2 separate regions of the Sus scrofa genome follow, and region 1 is linked to region 2. Evidence: chromatin contacts called from public Hi-C data. All regions are on one chromosome and are shown on one strand. The core of a region is the stretch at or near the end of the contact, and the rest is flanking DNA. Distances in the headings are between cores, read along the strand shown.

Region 1 (3,740 bases), core at 194-2,693, 49 kb before region 2:
ACCATCCTTCTGGTGCTTGTGAATCCCATCTCTGCCAGTTTCTCACCAGTTGTGTGGTCTTGACAGAATAATACCTCCTTCATAGGAGTGGGCTACCATGAAGCCTCAAGGAGAAATGTTCCTTTCTCCCCACACTCTCCACATTTAAAGGAAGAAGGGGAGCCTACGGATATTCTCATTTCACTCTAAATGACACTCAGAATGGGGATTCTGGACCTGGGGATTCTGCCCCAGGTCTTAAAAACCAAGCCACACCTCATGATCTACCTGGCTCCAAAACCACAGAAAGAAAAACTTAGGTGGGCAGCTATTTACTGGTTTAACAACACAAGTTGTATAGGAGGAGTGTATTGTATTTTTTAAATGTTTCCCGGAGTTCCCATCGTGGCTCAGCAGTAACAAGCCTGACTAGTATCCATGAGGATGCAGGTTCAAACCCTGGCTTTGCTCAGTGGGTTGAGGATCCGGTGTTGCTGTGAGCTGTGGTGTAGCTCAAAGACAAGGCTCAGATCCCACAGGGCTGTGGTATAGGCCAGCCTCTGTGGCTCAGATTCAACCCCTAGCCTGGGAAATTCCATATGCTGTGTGCGTGGCCCTGAAAAGACAAAAAAAAAAACAAACATAGCAATGAATAAATATCTCCTTTTGGCTCTCTCTACCTCCTTCCAACATTTCATAAATTCTACCACATTTTGAGAATTTGGTACTTCTACTCAGCCCTAGAAGCCTTCTTTGGTGAAGTACTTTTTGGAACCACATTTTGGGGATACAATTAAGGTTGATCCAACTGAGGAGAGGTGAACTCAAGAACCCTGGAACAGCTCTCCATCAGCCCTTCCTCTTGACTGCAGTCTGTCTCCATCCCATTCCGTCCCTCCTTCCTCCTTATGGCCTTATCCAAGTGGTTAAGTGACTGTATAGATTTCTGCTAGAAAGAAGCAAAGCTCTCAGAACGGAGAAACACGTTGGAGACTTCTAGTACTGTCATATTGCCCCTTGCTAACTGAGAACAGCAAATAGAAGGGGAACAGGTGGCTCTAACCAGGACCAAGAGGTTCTCAGAAGCAAGAGCAGTTTCAGGGGCCCTCAAAGGTTCCGGACCCCAGTAGCGTCAACAGCAGTAGCCTCTCCCCTCCCCCCCTCCGAGTAGCCGCCACTGTTGTCCACTGTTCCTTTGCCTGCCCCTCAGGGGCCCAGGTGGGCGGGGCTCCATTGACACCTTTCCCTGCGGCGCGGAGGGGAGGAGGCGTGGCCGGAGCCAGGGAAGCCAGTGTGGGCGGCCCTGGTTACACGCAGAAGGGAACTGGCCAATGGATGGACACTGGGGGGCGTGGCCAGAGCCTCCGGCTTGGGGCGTTTATAACAACTTGGAATGCGGCGCCTGGTCGTGCGCGCTGGTGTGGCCGTGGGTTCCCGGCCGGGGTGTAAGACGGGTTCCCCAGCTCTACCTCTCCCCGTGCAGCCAATTCCCCCTCTGCCCTCGCTCACCTGCTCGCCATGGAGTCCTTGGCTTTCCCCCGGCGCCTCGGCCCGGGTCCCTCGGCCACCGCTGCCCTGGCAGCGGAGCTTGTTCGGCCTTTGGCCGACGGGCTCCTCAAATCGCCCAAACCCCTGATGAAGAAGCAGGCGGTGAAGCGGCACCACCACAAGCACAACCTGAGACACCGCTACGAGTTCCTGGAGACCCTGGGCAAGGGTACCTACGGGAAAGTGAAGAAGGCTCGGGAGAGCTCGGGGCGCCTGGTAAGTGCACTTCCCTGTCCCGGCGCGCCGTGCCGGGCTCCGGGGCTCTTGGGGTCTCGGGGCTTGGCCGCCAGCGGAGGGTGATGGAGGGTGGGACGAAGGCTAGTGCCTTGCTCCGTGGAGGGGCCCGCATTGTCTTTACTGCACCAAGGTTGCGTATGTGTATGGGTTGCTGGTGGTGTCCGCTGTAGTTCTTCTCTCTGATATTGCAGTGCTAATGGTCATGGACCTGAGAACCCCAACAGCTCAGCATATGATGATTGCCAAATGAGTGAGGCGGGGCGCATAGAGGACGAGGAATAGTGTTCTGTCTTGGGATGAGAAAGCTCCTAAAGAACGAAAATGGGTTTTAAGTGGAATTTTTGCTGGTAACAGACTATCTATCCAATAGACTGGGATGGGAAAGGAAGTAGAAAACACCTGATCTTAGAAGGAGGTTAGTAAAAGTGTGTCGTTGAGTACATGAATGAGGTAACTAATTCCTCAATTAAGTGTGGATAGTTCCGCAGCCCAGCACACTATGGAGATTACCCCCCACACACCACCACCCCATCAGGGGGTGCTAGTGAATTTGACCTTTAGGCCCTTTCCAGCTTTAAGACTGAGTCCAACTTTCATTATGATGGGTTTTTAATTCTGAGAATATGAAACCAAGCTCTGGTGCAAAGTCCACTGTGCGCCTCAGGATACCTTTGGGACTGGGGCCTTTTCAGGTATATGTCTTATTAATTTGGAGGGGGTGTATATATTCTGTGAGCAATTCACTTTATCTCTATGCGCTTGTTTCCCCTTCTGCAAAAATGAAATAAAATAGTCTCAGTCATGGATGCTTATGAGGACCGAATGAGATACAAATATGAATTTAAATTGTTCCTGAGATTGAGAACTGATATTTATATCTGGAAAAGAAGGCCAGCCCTGAAAGGATGGCAAGTTTCACCAAGTTAACAGTGGTTCCCAAACTTGAGTTTATGTACACAGGAATCACATGGGTGCTTGTTTAATAATTCCCTGCTTCCACGCTCAGAGGATTTTACTCAGAAGGTCTGGAAGGGGCCAAATCATCTATATTATAACAAGGCTTTTAGGGCAGGTGGTTTAGGGATTGTTTTGCCAAATCCAGTTGCATGCTGGGTGTGAGATGTGCCTGGATGTGTGTGTGCCCGTGTGTGTGGCCATGGTTTGCCTTATCAGCTATGGCAGCAGTCACCTCCCCAGATTGTTTGCTTTTGCAGCCAGTAGCTGGTTTGAAATTCGAGAAGTCATTTCATTGGCGAAGGAGAGTGGACTCTGGGGAAAGGAGACTGGATTATGGCCCCATCAATAGGACCGAGTATGTTTTTCCTGCTAACGCCTGGCACAGTCCCCAGTTGCCCGCTGCCAGGTTACAGCTATTGGGCAATCATGTACTTCCTGGCTTTCCTTTTCATTCCCTTTCTATAAAGTGTGAGGGCCTCGTCAGGCTCCAGGCTTGAGACTGCTGGGCTCAGGCTTTGTCAGGGGCTCAGCTGGAGGATAACTGCTTGTGGCTTGTGCCTCTTTTGGGGGACAGACTGGATTGGGGGAACTGGGATGGCCTGGAAACTGAGACTGAAGTTCAGAAATCCCACTGAGTTCTTGACCTAGGTCGCTGCATGTGTGTGTGTGTGTGTGTGTGTGAGTGAGAGAGAGAGAGAGAGTGAGGGAGAGAGAAAAAGAGAGATCTCATTGATTCTGGAGTGAGAGAAACCAGCTTTCAGTTTTCAAACCTCATTGGCTGTAGGCAGGGATTCCAGCTCTTATTACATCAGAACAGAGAGAATTCAGAAGGTGCTCTCTGGCCACTTGTACACAGGGAGCCAAGACCAGTAGGAGTGGGAACCTGCCCTAAAGCTCCCTGATCCATAGACGTGCCCCCACCCCACCCCCCGCAACCTTGCCATACTTCTGCTGGGAATCTGCTCAGGGTCTCCCTCCTCCTTGGAGAGCAGCTCCCAACCCTCATGTTTTCTCAGTCT
Region 2 (3,806 bases), core at 1,190-3,689:
CAAACAGCCTCTGTGACCTACACCCCAGCTCACAGCAACACTGGCTCCTTAACCCACTGAGCGAGGCCACGGAGAGAACCCATATGCTCATGGATATTAGTCAGATTCGTTTCCGCTGAGCCACGATGGGATCTCCTGTTTGCTTTCCTATGGGCAGAAGAAGAGACCAATGTGAGATAGTTGGAACCCTGCCTGGGATTTGAGCCCAGGTCTGCAGGTTCCAAAACTCATCCTCTTAAGGCGGAACCTGCACCTCACTCAAGGGCCCTGCCACTGATGGGGCAATTAAGACTGCCACGTGGATCCAGCCAGGTGCCCCGGCTAAAGCTCCCTGCTCCCAACACTGGGGCCCCAGGTCTCCTCTCCCCATGGATCAATCACCCTCGAGTAACCTGGAGTTGTGAGGGTTGGTGCGCTGTCTGAAGGCCTGGGTGTTTGTCCAGGCTGCACCTGCTTTTGTAGGGCTGAGCTGAGTCTCCACCGTTTCCACAAGGCTGGCAGGGAGCATCAGTTCTGCCTGGGACCAGCAAACATGCTCACTCCGGGCCAGCCACCTGCCAGCCCAGGGCCCTAAAGCACCAGCTCCAGACAGAGATGAGGGCTCAGCTGCCCCGACTCTGGGCCAACTGAGGCCACAGGAGTGTGCAGGCCAGGCTGAGCCCTCTGAACCCCAGTTGTGGGGCCAGAACTTGCAGGACAGACGCCCTGGGCAAAAGCCTGCCTGTTGGTCCTGGCATCTAAAGGAGGGTGCTCCCCTGCAGAGGCCACCCTGATTCAGAGTCTCACCCTGTGACCCTGGTGGGAGAGGTGGGCCTGTCCAGCACGGGGCAATTCCCCTTTTTAGAGTGGACAGAGGCACAGACATAAACAGGGAGGGGCAGTGACCGACAGAGGAATGAAACCCAACCTCTGGGCGGGGCGGGCTTTGCCAGAAGCCCCTGATCCCAGAGAGGCAAATACATGGCCTGCTTGTTCCCTTTTTGCATCTTTTGATCTTCCCCTCTCCTTGGGGTGTTTGCAGCCTCAGGATCAGCTGAGAATGTCCCCCGCCCGCCCTCCCTTTCGGTGTGGACTGTGGCCGGCAGTGACATCTAAGAACTAGTGCAGGGAAGGCACCTGACCTTGGGGAGGAATGTGGGAAATGTCTGCAGCTTGGAGCAGCCACCCCCCACCTGGGCCCCAGGAATGTGGGCTTCAGGCCCAAGAGCTCACGGTCCCCCGGGGCGGTGTTTTGCCTCTGGAAGAGCGGGGGGGGGGGGGGTCCAGGAGTGACATTGTTGGAAAGCCCCATAAGGTCACCTGGTGGAACTCCTACACGTTACAGAGGGTGAAGATGAACTAGCAACACTGCCCTCCTGGCGGTGCCAGAACAGCACCCTCTCAGATCCAGCTAAGGGCATGGTCGCTGACTCCTAAATTCCCCTCAAACCCGAGCTCATGGAGACAGCTGTAACTTGACTTCTCAGATCTACAGAACCAGAGAATGGTTGAAATAAGCAGCTGCTGCATCATCCATATTACAGATGTGGAAACTGAGGCCCAGAGAGATGGGAGTTGGACAGGTGCACTAACTATGCACCAGGGCTCTGTGTGGTAGGTGCTTTCTGTACACCCCTCCTGCTTCCATGAAGCTGGGCCTTGGTATCTCCTTCTAGTAGAAGACTCAGTTGGACCCATCAAGCTCCCACAGGGTTCCTGCTGGGAATCCAGCGGCTTCTGTGGGTCCCCATAACTGTCAGGGGTGGGAGATATAGCCAGAGGGCACACCCTGAGGGCCTGGTCTCTAAGCTCGAGGCCACACTCCAGCTCCTGGTGACCAGGTGATCTTTGCTCTGGCTGGACAGCATTGGTAAGACTATGCGAACACCAACGAGGCTTGTCTTTGGGACACATGTACTCCAATGTTCATTGCAGGACTACTTTCAATAGCCAAGACATGGAAGCAGCCTAAATGTCCATCAACAGAGGAGTGGCTCAAGAAGATGTGGTACATATACACAATGGACTATTACTCAGCCATTAAAAGGAACGAAATACGAAATTCCGGCATTCTTAGCAACATGGATGGACCTATAAATGATCATGCTAAGTGAAGTCAGCCAGACAATGAGACACCAACATCAAATGCTTTCACTGACATGTGGAATCTGAAAAAAGGACAGAATGAACTTCTTTGCAGAAAAGATACTGACTCACAGACTTTAAAAAACTTATGGTCTCCAAAGGAGGCAGTTTGGGGGTTGGGGGTATGCGCTGGGGTTGTGACTTGGAAAGCCTATAAAACTGGATTGTGATGATCACTGTACAAGTATAAATGTAATAAATTCATTGAGTAATTAAAACAAAACAGAGGCTTGTTTGTCTTTGGGACCGAACCCTAGGAAAGGGTTGAATAAGGACTCTGCTGCCCTCTCGTGGCCACACCTGAGCATGACTTGCCGTCCAGGCCTCCAGCTGCTTATCTTCTCCCATTTAAGGAACTGCTCTCCCAATTCCCTTCCTCCTAGAAAGCACTCTGCAGGTGCTGGATGGGACAAGCATCATCTCACCTCCCTACCATCGAAGCCAGAGCTTTGGCTGCAGAAAGCAAATGGAAGGGTGAATGACACCTTGTTCAACGTCAGATCCTGGAGGATAAAGTCTCAGGCCAACGGGTGTGGTCCCAGCTGTGTTACCCAGAAGGCTTGAGTGTTGGAAGAGACTGAGTGGTTTCCACGGAAACAGCCTAATCAATCAGCACAACACAGGATGGTTTGAAAATTTAGAGGGTATTTATTTCTCGGGAAGGTCCACAATAGCTGGCAGGCCCTGCCCTCCCCTGCTCCAAGGGGATTTCTTTCTCCTTTTCCGAGAAGCCCCCCCTCTTCTTGGAAGCGCCCTCGGGGAGGCTGGGAAGGGAAGAGAAACCATACACAACACTCCAGAGCCTTAAAAAAATAAAGCAACAAACAACCTCCCCCACACAAACACACACATACCAAATAAATAGACGTATAAAAGAGGCCGAGGGGCTGCCTGGGAAGGTGGAGCCGGCTGGCCCTGCCCCCACTTCTCGCAGCCAGGATGATCCAGAGCTAAGTGGGATGGAAGTGCCTGACAAGCCAAGAAGCAGCCCTGGCTTCAGAGAGAGGACGGGGTGAGGGCGGGGCCCTCTCCCTGGAGCTCAGGGGGATCCGGTCCAAAGGAACGAATAAATAAATAAATAAAATAAATAGAACCTTAAGGGCTTGGGCTGAGGCTGGGGGCCCCTCGGGCCTCTTTCCCTGAAAAGAGCAGATCCAGGGACAGGCAGAAAGAACTCCAGAGAAAACACGAATCCAAAGCCATGCCCACCCAGCCTCCCGAGAGCCTGCCTGCCTCCTTCAGATCCCAGAAGGGCCCAACCCACTATCCAGCCTCAAACAGCTCTGGAGGAGGGAACAGGAGCTGCCAGCCTCTCCCCCAGGGAAGCTGAGGCATGGCCCTCCCCTGTCCCCATGCTCATTGGCCTTCCTGAACCATGTCATCTGTGTCAGCTGGGAGAAATCATCGTGTGACTATAAATTTAATCAAAACAGTCCATCAGGGTGTCCCCTGCTCTATTTGGTCACGGACGTCCCTGCCGCCTCCAGCCGGGGTGACCCTGGAGGCTCCCTTCAGGCCAACAGGGACAGAAGGCATCGGACCGAAGAAAGCAAGAACAGAGAAGGGGGCAGACGGAGCTGGAATGGACAGTTTGGGCAGGAGGCCAAACTGGACACAGGAAGAAGTCCCAGGGACTCCGGAGCCCCAGGGTCCCCCCCGCGGGGAAGCATGGCCAGCTGGGC

What was found. Hi-C and Micro-C count contacts between places; a contact is called where the count stands out from the background.
Region 1: a contact with region 2 is called in a Hi-C map of subcutaneous adipose tissue, with 4 times the contacts expected there. The contact joins the promoter of NUAK2 here to the enhancer-like site in region 2. A contact is called at or near these places in 5 of 5 promoter capture datasets (fetal liver, fetal skeletal muscle, liver and 1 more), 38 of 47 Hi-C or Micro-C datasets (adipose tissue, alveolar macrophages, blood and 17 more) and 2 of 2 datasets of contacts at active chromatin or transcription factors (alveolar macrophages and skeletal muscle).

What each region holds. Positions count from the first base shown.
Region 1 is chr9:65,999,368-66,003,107 of Sscrofa11.1, reverse strand. It overlaps NUAK2 (NUAK family SNF1-like kinase 2), which reads left to right and starts at 1,443. Exons shown (of 8, transcript XM_003357391.4): 1 at 1,443-1,743. The coding sequence starts at 1,498.
Region 2 is chr9:65,951,549-65,955,354 of Sscrofa11.1, reverse strand. It overlaps TMCC2 (transmembrane and coiled-coil domains protein 2), which reads right to left. Exons shown (of 5, transcript XM_021063276.1): 5 at 2,749-3,806. Among named protein-coding and RNA genes, the nearest start is that of TMCC2, 43 kb to the right of the region's middle. Within about 2 kb of position 2,439, at least 6 of the 83 cell types and tissues checked have an H3K27ac peak or open chromatin away from gene starts, as enhancers often do. A contact at or near this core is called in adipose tissue and subcutaneous adipose tissue, where this site is marked.